2 separate regions of the Gossypium raimondii genome follow, and region 2 is linked to region 1. The links are chromatin contacts, called in public Hi-C maps. All regions are on one chromosome and are shown on one strand. The core of a region is the stretch at or near the end of the contact, and the rest is flanking DNA. Distances in the headings are between cores, read along the strand shown. Region 1 holds the start of LOC105763684 (protein CELLULOSE SYNTHASE INTERACTIVE 1). Region 2 holds the start of LOC105763685 (aspartic proteinase-like protein 1).

Region 1 (3,196 bases), core at 274-2,773:
GGCAAATTATACAAATGATCATTTAATTATATTCATCATCTAATTTTAAAAATTTTAATTTTAACACCAATGTATGAATTCGTTCTGTTTTGATCACCGCCATTAAATTGATTACGTAACATCTTTTTCTAACTAATATAATAACACATTTAGTCATCAATACTTTCATATTCTATCGATTTGATCTTAACTCTAAATAATTCAATAAATTTAATCCTTCACATTTACAAATTTTATCAATTTGATTCTCAAACTTCCTAACCAAAGTTTTCAACTTTTAAAATAGAGGTATTCCACATCTATTAATTGTTTTATTTATGGTTGAAATTATCTAATTCGATACATAACCCTTTTATTTTATATTTTAAGAAGTTAGTGTTAGAAATTAACTAAACACCATTAAAAATAATAGAAAATATAAATTTTAGAATTATAATATATAATAATAATATATAAATAATTTAATATTTTTAAAAGTAATTCTTCACCCGACTAGCATAATTTTAGTTTTTAATTAATTTGGTAAATAATTTGACACTAAATTAGATTAATAGTTATACACATTGCTTATTGTGGATTTAAAATTAAAAGCAAATAATTAACAATAAATAGAACAAATAGTAATCTCTTAATTAGTTTATAAAATAAAAAATCATTATCAATGTAACAAACGGACATTCAATTAATTCTTTTACATTTTTTCTTGTGAAAATTAAATGTTCATAATTTTTCTTATATAATTATTGATTGAACAACTGGATTTTTCCATGACATATTTTTAAGCCTCAATTTCCAATTTGAAGAACCAACTTGAGGGCTATTTCTAAGTATCTTGATGGGAATATCATATTGTTATCAATAGTAAATCTAAATTATTTTTAAAAGGTTTTCCATTTGCTTTTGTCAAAATTTTGTGAATCAAAGTGTTATAAAATATTATATTTAGAAGAAGACTAATGAGAAAAAGAAAAGCCAATAAAGTTTCAAGATAAACTCATTGGTATCAAGAATTGACTTGGCAAATGGCTCGTTAGTTTCTTTTCTTTTTTTGCGTTTTATAAATTTACAGATGTGAAATGTCTCTATTTTAAAACCTGAAAGCTTTGAGTAGAAAGTCTGAGGATTAAATTATAGAATTTGTAAATGTGAAGGGTTAAATTTATTGAATTATTTGGAAGTAGTATCTAATTGATAGAATATGTAAGTATTGAAAACTAAATGTGTTATTCTACTAGTTAGAAAAAAGCTTTCAATTAACTGCGAGCGACTAAAACAGAAATAAATTCAAATATTAGTATCTAAATTGAAAAGATTTAAGATTAGATGGGGACACAAACATAATTGGGATGCGTGGATAATTTTAATTCATGTTAGAAAATTATTCGAATTATGAACGTTACAAAAGCCGAGCTCAGAATACAAGAAGCCAAGCTGAGCCGAGCCGAGCCGAAAAGTAGACCCTTCAAGTTGTCGGTGGTTCACTGAAAGCGTCGGCTGTAACTGTAAGTGAGCTGATTTAAAAAGGAAAAGGAAAAATTAGAACAGAGAGAAAAAGTAGAAGAACAAATATAAAATATGTATATATAGGAGTATTTATCTTTTCATCATTTCTCTAGTTATTGTTTTTCTCATATCAAATCAAGAATTGATTAATTGTTCTCTCTTTAAAGGTTTGCTTCTCTACATTTCTTTTTTTAATTCTTTGCATCGAGTTTTGATTCTTTAATTCTTTCTTTAATTCTTTAATTTAGTGGAAAACGATTCATTTCAGTTTTCTGTTTTCTCTCCTAATGAAAAGAAAAAAAATCAGAGTCTTGGAAATGTGATTCATTTCTCGATTCGTTTTCTTTCGTTTTAGTTTACTAGTATTAGCTGCATTGGATTTTTGCTCTTTCGAGATACACTTATTGTTGAATTATGATGATTTATGCTTGATCTGGATTTGATTGATAAATTTCTATTTCGGTTACTGTTTGGCAGGAGATTTTAATGTTTTGACGACGCGTAGTGGCTGAATCTGGAGAGGGGCTAAGTTTTTTCTTAGATTCAGCGAATCTTGCACTAAAGAAGCAAAGCTGGCAGCGACACTCGCTTGGCGGTTTGCTGCTAACAATAGCAGCGGCCTTCCTGTTAATGATATGGTATGTTTCTAGTTTTTAGACTTCAGTCTTTGGATAATTTAGCATTAAGGGTATGGATTGTGAATTTATGATATTTTCCAATTATGAAGTTTAGGTGGTCTTTTTTCTACTGTATTTAGATCTCATTTTGCAGTCATTGGTAATAAATAAATGCATCCTTTTAGTAGATAATTTGTTTCTTTAAGCTGGGAAAACAGTGTATCTGGCGGCGATCATTTGGAAATGCAATTCAATAGTGATAAAATCTGAAAAAAATTTGAATGATGAGACCCCAAAATTTTATTGTAATGTGTTGGTTGAATGCCTTTTTCTCTTTTTGGAAATATATTTATACTGATATTTAAGATCTGATGTTCTAACATGCTAGCTTGGATTAATGCTGTCAGTTGGCTCCATTTCTTTTAAAGTTTCCCTTTTCCATAGAGATCAGTCTAGAGATATATGCTTAGTGATGCTTCTGTCGCTGTATTCTCTGATTTTCTCCAACTACCATATGGTAGGTAATTGGTATTATTGGAGTCTCCAAGACCACAAACTCCCCCCTCCCCCTTCTCTTTGACCCACTCATCTCTGAAAAAGAAAAAAAATGGGGAAATGAAATACTAAATGTATATGTCAACTTCATCTAACCCCTGAAATTATCATCAGGGATGTGAGTTACCTAAATACCCTTGGATCTGATTTCTCTAATGCTTGTCTTGTATATGTTCTCTATATCTTGTTGTAGCTTCTTATGGTCATCGTATATTATGTTTTTTTCTTTCACATGGCTAGTTCAATGTGGAGAATGTCTAGTTGTAAGCATTTTACATCATTACATTCCTATGTCTATGGTTGCAGGAAAAAAATGGGGATGGCAAACTTCAAGATTCGGAGCTCCCAACTCCACATTCAGTTATGAAAATGGGTTTGAGGTTGGTTTATGCTTTATTATTTGTAAATATTGTGCAAGGATAGGAGGAACATTGCAGCATGAAGAACCGAGCATATGTGATTAAGTAATTCTTTGCTTGGAGTCGTTTACTAAATTTGGAACAGACTAAATTTTCTGTACA
Region 2 (3,196 bases), core at 415-2,914, 210 kb after region 1:
TGGCACCTTAATCGGATCTTCCCCCACCTCCAACCTGTGGAAAACCAATAAATTATTATTGAAAGTCCAAGGTGCCTCATTGACCACCCGATCCAGATCCATCTTATGAAAAAAACTTAAATAAAAACCTTTTCTCCCCTAGATCTGAGATCTGAACACCTTTCACTAGATATCATAAATTTGCTAAAGTGCTTTTCATAGTAGGAAAATGAATGATACTTGTTGTAAGGAAACAACCCACCAAACACAAATTGTGCGTTACTTGTTCAGGACCAACATCACTACGAACCACTAAAATTTCATCCTCTTCATCTTTTAATGACAAATTTGCTAGTTCGTTCTCTATCCCCCTTTCTAAACCTGATTCTCAAAAAAACCCTTGGCACTTCCCAAGCCACCGCATTCAAAAAAACCATAAAAAAAGAAAAAAAACAACAAAAAACCAGGAAAACAAAGAGACTTACATGTGCTAGAATAGCAGACAAAAGCGTGATTTTAAATCAATTAGATTGAAAACTAATACTAACAGTTAGAATTGACTAAAAAATTGATTCAACTAGATTGTTTTCATTTTACATTTTTTAATCAAATTGATAAATTAGTAATTCCACCGGTGGTGATTAAGGGCCAGTTCTTCATTGTTTAAAAAAAACACTTTTGACTCCAAAAATATTTTTGGAAGAAAAGCTGTGCAGAACAAGCTGTTTTTGGCTGAAATTTTTAGCTTTTCAGAAGTGCTTTTCAAAAGCACTTATGAAAAGGAGAAGCTAAAAATTTTAGCTTTTCCTCTCCCAAAAATAAATTTGGTGCTTAATTACTTTTTCACCTCTCCAATAACATAGTACTTTCCTTTTTTTCTTGGTGCTTAATTACAAATGTGTTAAAATTATTAATTAAAAATAAAAAAAATATTTTTTTAAATACTAATTACAAATATTTAATGGTTATATTTAAATATTTAAAATGTAGTTTATATATTCTAATTAAATTTTATAAATAATTAATATTTATTGCTTAAAATATTTAAAATTTATGTTTCATATATTAAAATATTAACAAGTTATAATAATTTTTTATATTCTTACTAAAATATAATAATATTAACTAATTTAAATATTATTTAAATGCATATTTGTTAATTGATAATAACATGTCTAAAATAGATATTTTATTTTTAAAAGTAATTTTAACAGTAATATTAAATACTTAAATTTTAAACCAAACTTTTAAAAATATTTCTCAAAAACACCTTTTCACAATACTTTTCAAAAATATTGCTAAACTAACACTAACAAACATTGAGTAAAATATTCTGAGTTAATAAATTGTAGCAGGGGGAAGACGTAAAGGAAAAACAGGAAAAGAAGGCAGGGCAGGCAGGCAGCTAAGTGAAGGCAACGGTTGAAAGTGAAGGACAGGAATCAGCACGCCGTCTCCTCATCTCTAAACCCCACAAACGTAACGGACCCCACGTGTCAGACTATTACAACCTCCCCCCAATCAAACCCGTCTTTCCTTTTCTTCTTTTCTCTGACACGTCAACCTACTATCTTTTTTTTCCTGCTCACCACTGGACCCCACCTACATATACTCCTTAATTAATTAATCCCACTTTATTATTTTTTAACACTTCCTGCTTACTATTTATTACTCGGATCCAAAAATTTATCCCAACAGCAACGCTCTCCACTCTCTTTACTCCCTCTAACTCTATGCGCACTGCGCACCCTTCTTCTCCTTTTTCGAAACCAAAAAAATCCTCAAAGAAAGGAGAGAGAAATCCCTACCCATTTTCCGGCTTTGATTTCCATACGCATTTCTATTTTCTATTTTTTGTGAAAAAAAGCTTAGATCTTTGTCAATGGAGACGACGCGATCTTTGATTCTGATTTTAGTGTCCTTTCTGGCCTTCTCCTCCTCCCATGTTTCGGCGGACTTTACTTACTCTTCCAGGCTCATTCATAGGTTCTCCGATGAGGCGAAGCTGCTTAGGGTTCTCAGGAACGACGGCGGAGTTCGGTGGCCGGAGATGAAGAATTTGGAGTACTATGAGTTGCTTGTCAACAGCGATTTTCAGCGGCAGAAGATGAAGCTTGGGACTAAGTACAATCTTGTTTTCCCTTCTCAAGGGAGTAAGACGACGTCGTTCGGAAATGACTTCGGATGGTATTCCCCCCCCCCAATTAAAAAAAAAGAATCTTATTTGAACTATGTTGTTGACCGATATTTGACTAATAGTGTAGCTCAATTTTCTCCAGTTTACTTTTTTTTAAAAAAAATCCCCATTATATTTTCTTTTAAAAGGTATTCGACTTTCTTTGAAGGAAAGTCTTCCACTTTTTGTTGCCTGATTTTTCTTTTTTGTTGATGGACAATGATTGCTTCGTACAATGCAAGTTGCCGGGCTTAAAAAAAATTGCAATTTTTATGTGCAAATGTTTATATTTCCTTGTAAATGAATTTCTAGGTTCTTAGCTAATGGCATGGAAATTACTGCAACGAGTGCGAAAATATTTACTTATAAAATGCTCTTAGGGTACTTTTTACAGCATTTTCCAATACCAATAGAGATGTATTATAGAAGTGGAATAAGTTAGGGTTAGGTTTTCTAGAACCAGTAATGGAAAAATGGAGGTTGCTAACCTTAGAAAATGGAGAATTTTGAAGTTTGAACAGCCCCCAATTCATGAAAAACCCGTATGGAGAATGTGACATATTGGTGATTTTAAGCTGTATATGACTCTATAATCCAAAAATAAAATATTTGTAAATATCAACTGAGGGTTTATTCTCTGCTGTTTATTTGATTATTTAATAAACTCAATTTTGAAATTTTAGGTTACACTACACCTGGATTGATATAGGGACACCGAATGTTTCATTTCTTGTTGCGTTGGATGTGGGAAGCGATTTACTTTGGGTTCCATGCGATTGTGTGCAATGTGCTCCACTGTCAGCCAGTTACTATAGTAGTCTGGTAGGCCGGCTTTCTATGATTATGTTGTTAAACACTCTAGGTGTATTATTTACTTTCATGATCATTCTTACCTTTTTTTTTTTTGAAGGTTTGACCCTTTTAGTTGTTATGCTTTTTGTGGCATATTTACATTGTTCATGATGCTTGTTTGGTAACTATGTAACATGAATCCTTCAACGAGGCTGCTGTTTACTGTTAATAATGGAGCCAACTTATTCA

What was found. A called contact is a pair of places that touch in the nucleus more often than the background predicts.
Region 2: a contact with region 1 is called in a Hi-C map of leaf, with 4 times the contacts expected there. The contact joins the promoter of LOC105763685 here to the promoter of LOC105763684 in region 1. A contact is called at or near these places in 2 of 2 Hi-C or Micro-C datasets (both in leaf).

The regions. Positions count from the first base shown.
Region 1 is chr12:31,389,523-31,392,718 of ASM2569854v1, forward strand. LOC105763684 (protein CELLULOSE SYNTHASE INTERACTIVE 1) reads left to right here and starts at 1,524. Exons shown (of 8, transcript XM_012582001.2): 1 at 1,524-1,670; 2 at 1,981-2,141; 3 at 2,982-3,055. The coding sequence starts at 2,139.
Region 2 is chr12:31,603,503-31,606,698 of ASM2569854v1, forward strand. It overlaps LOC105763685 (aspartic proteinase-like protein 1), which reads left to right and starts at 1,665. Exons shown (of 10, transcript XM_012582002.2): 1 at 1,665-2,166; 2 at 2,839-2,977. The coding sequence starts at 1,862.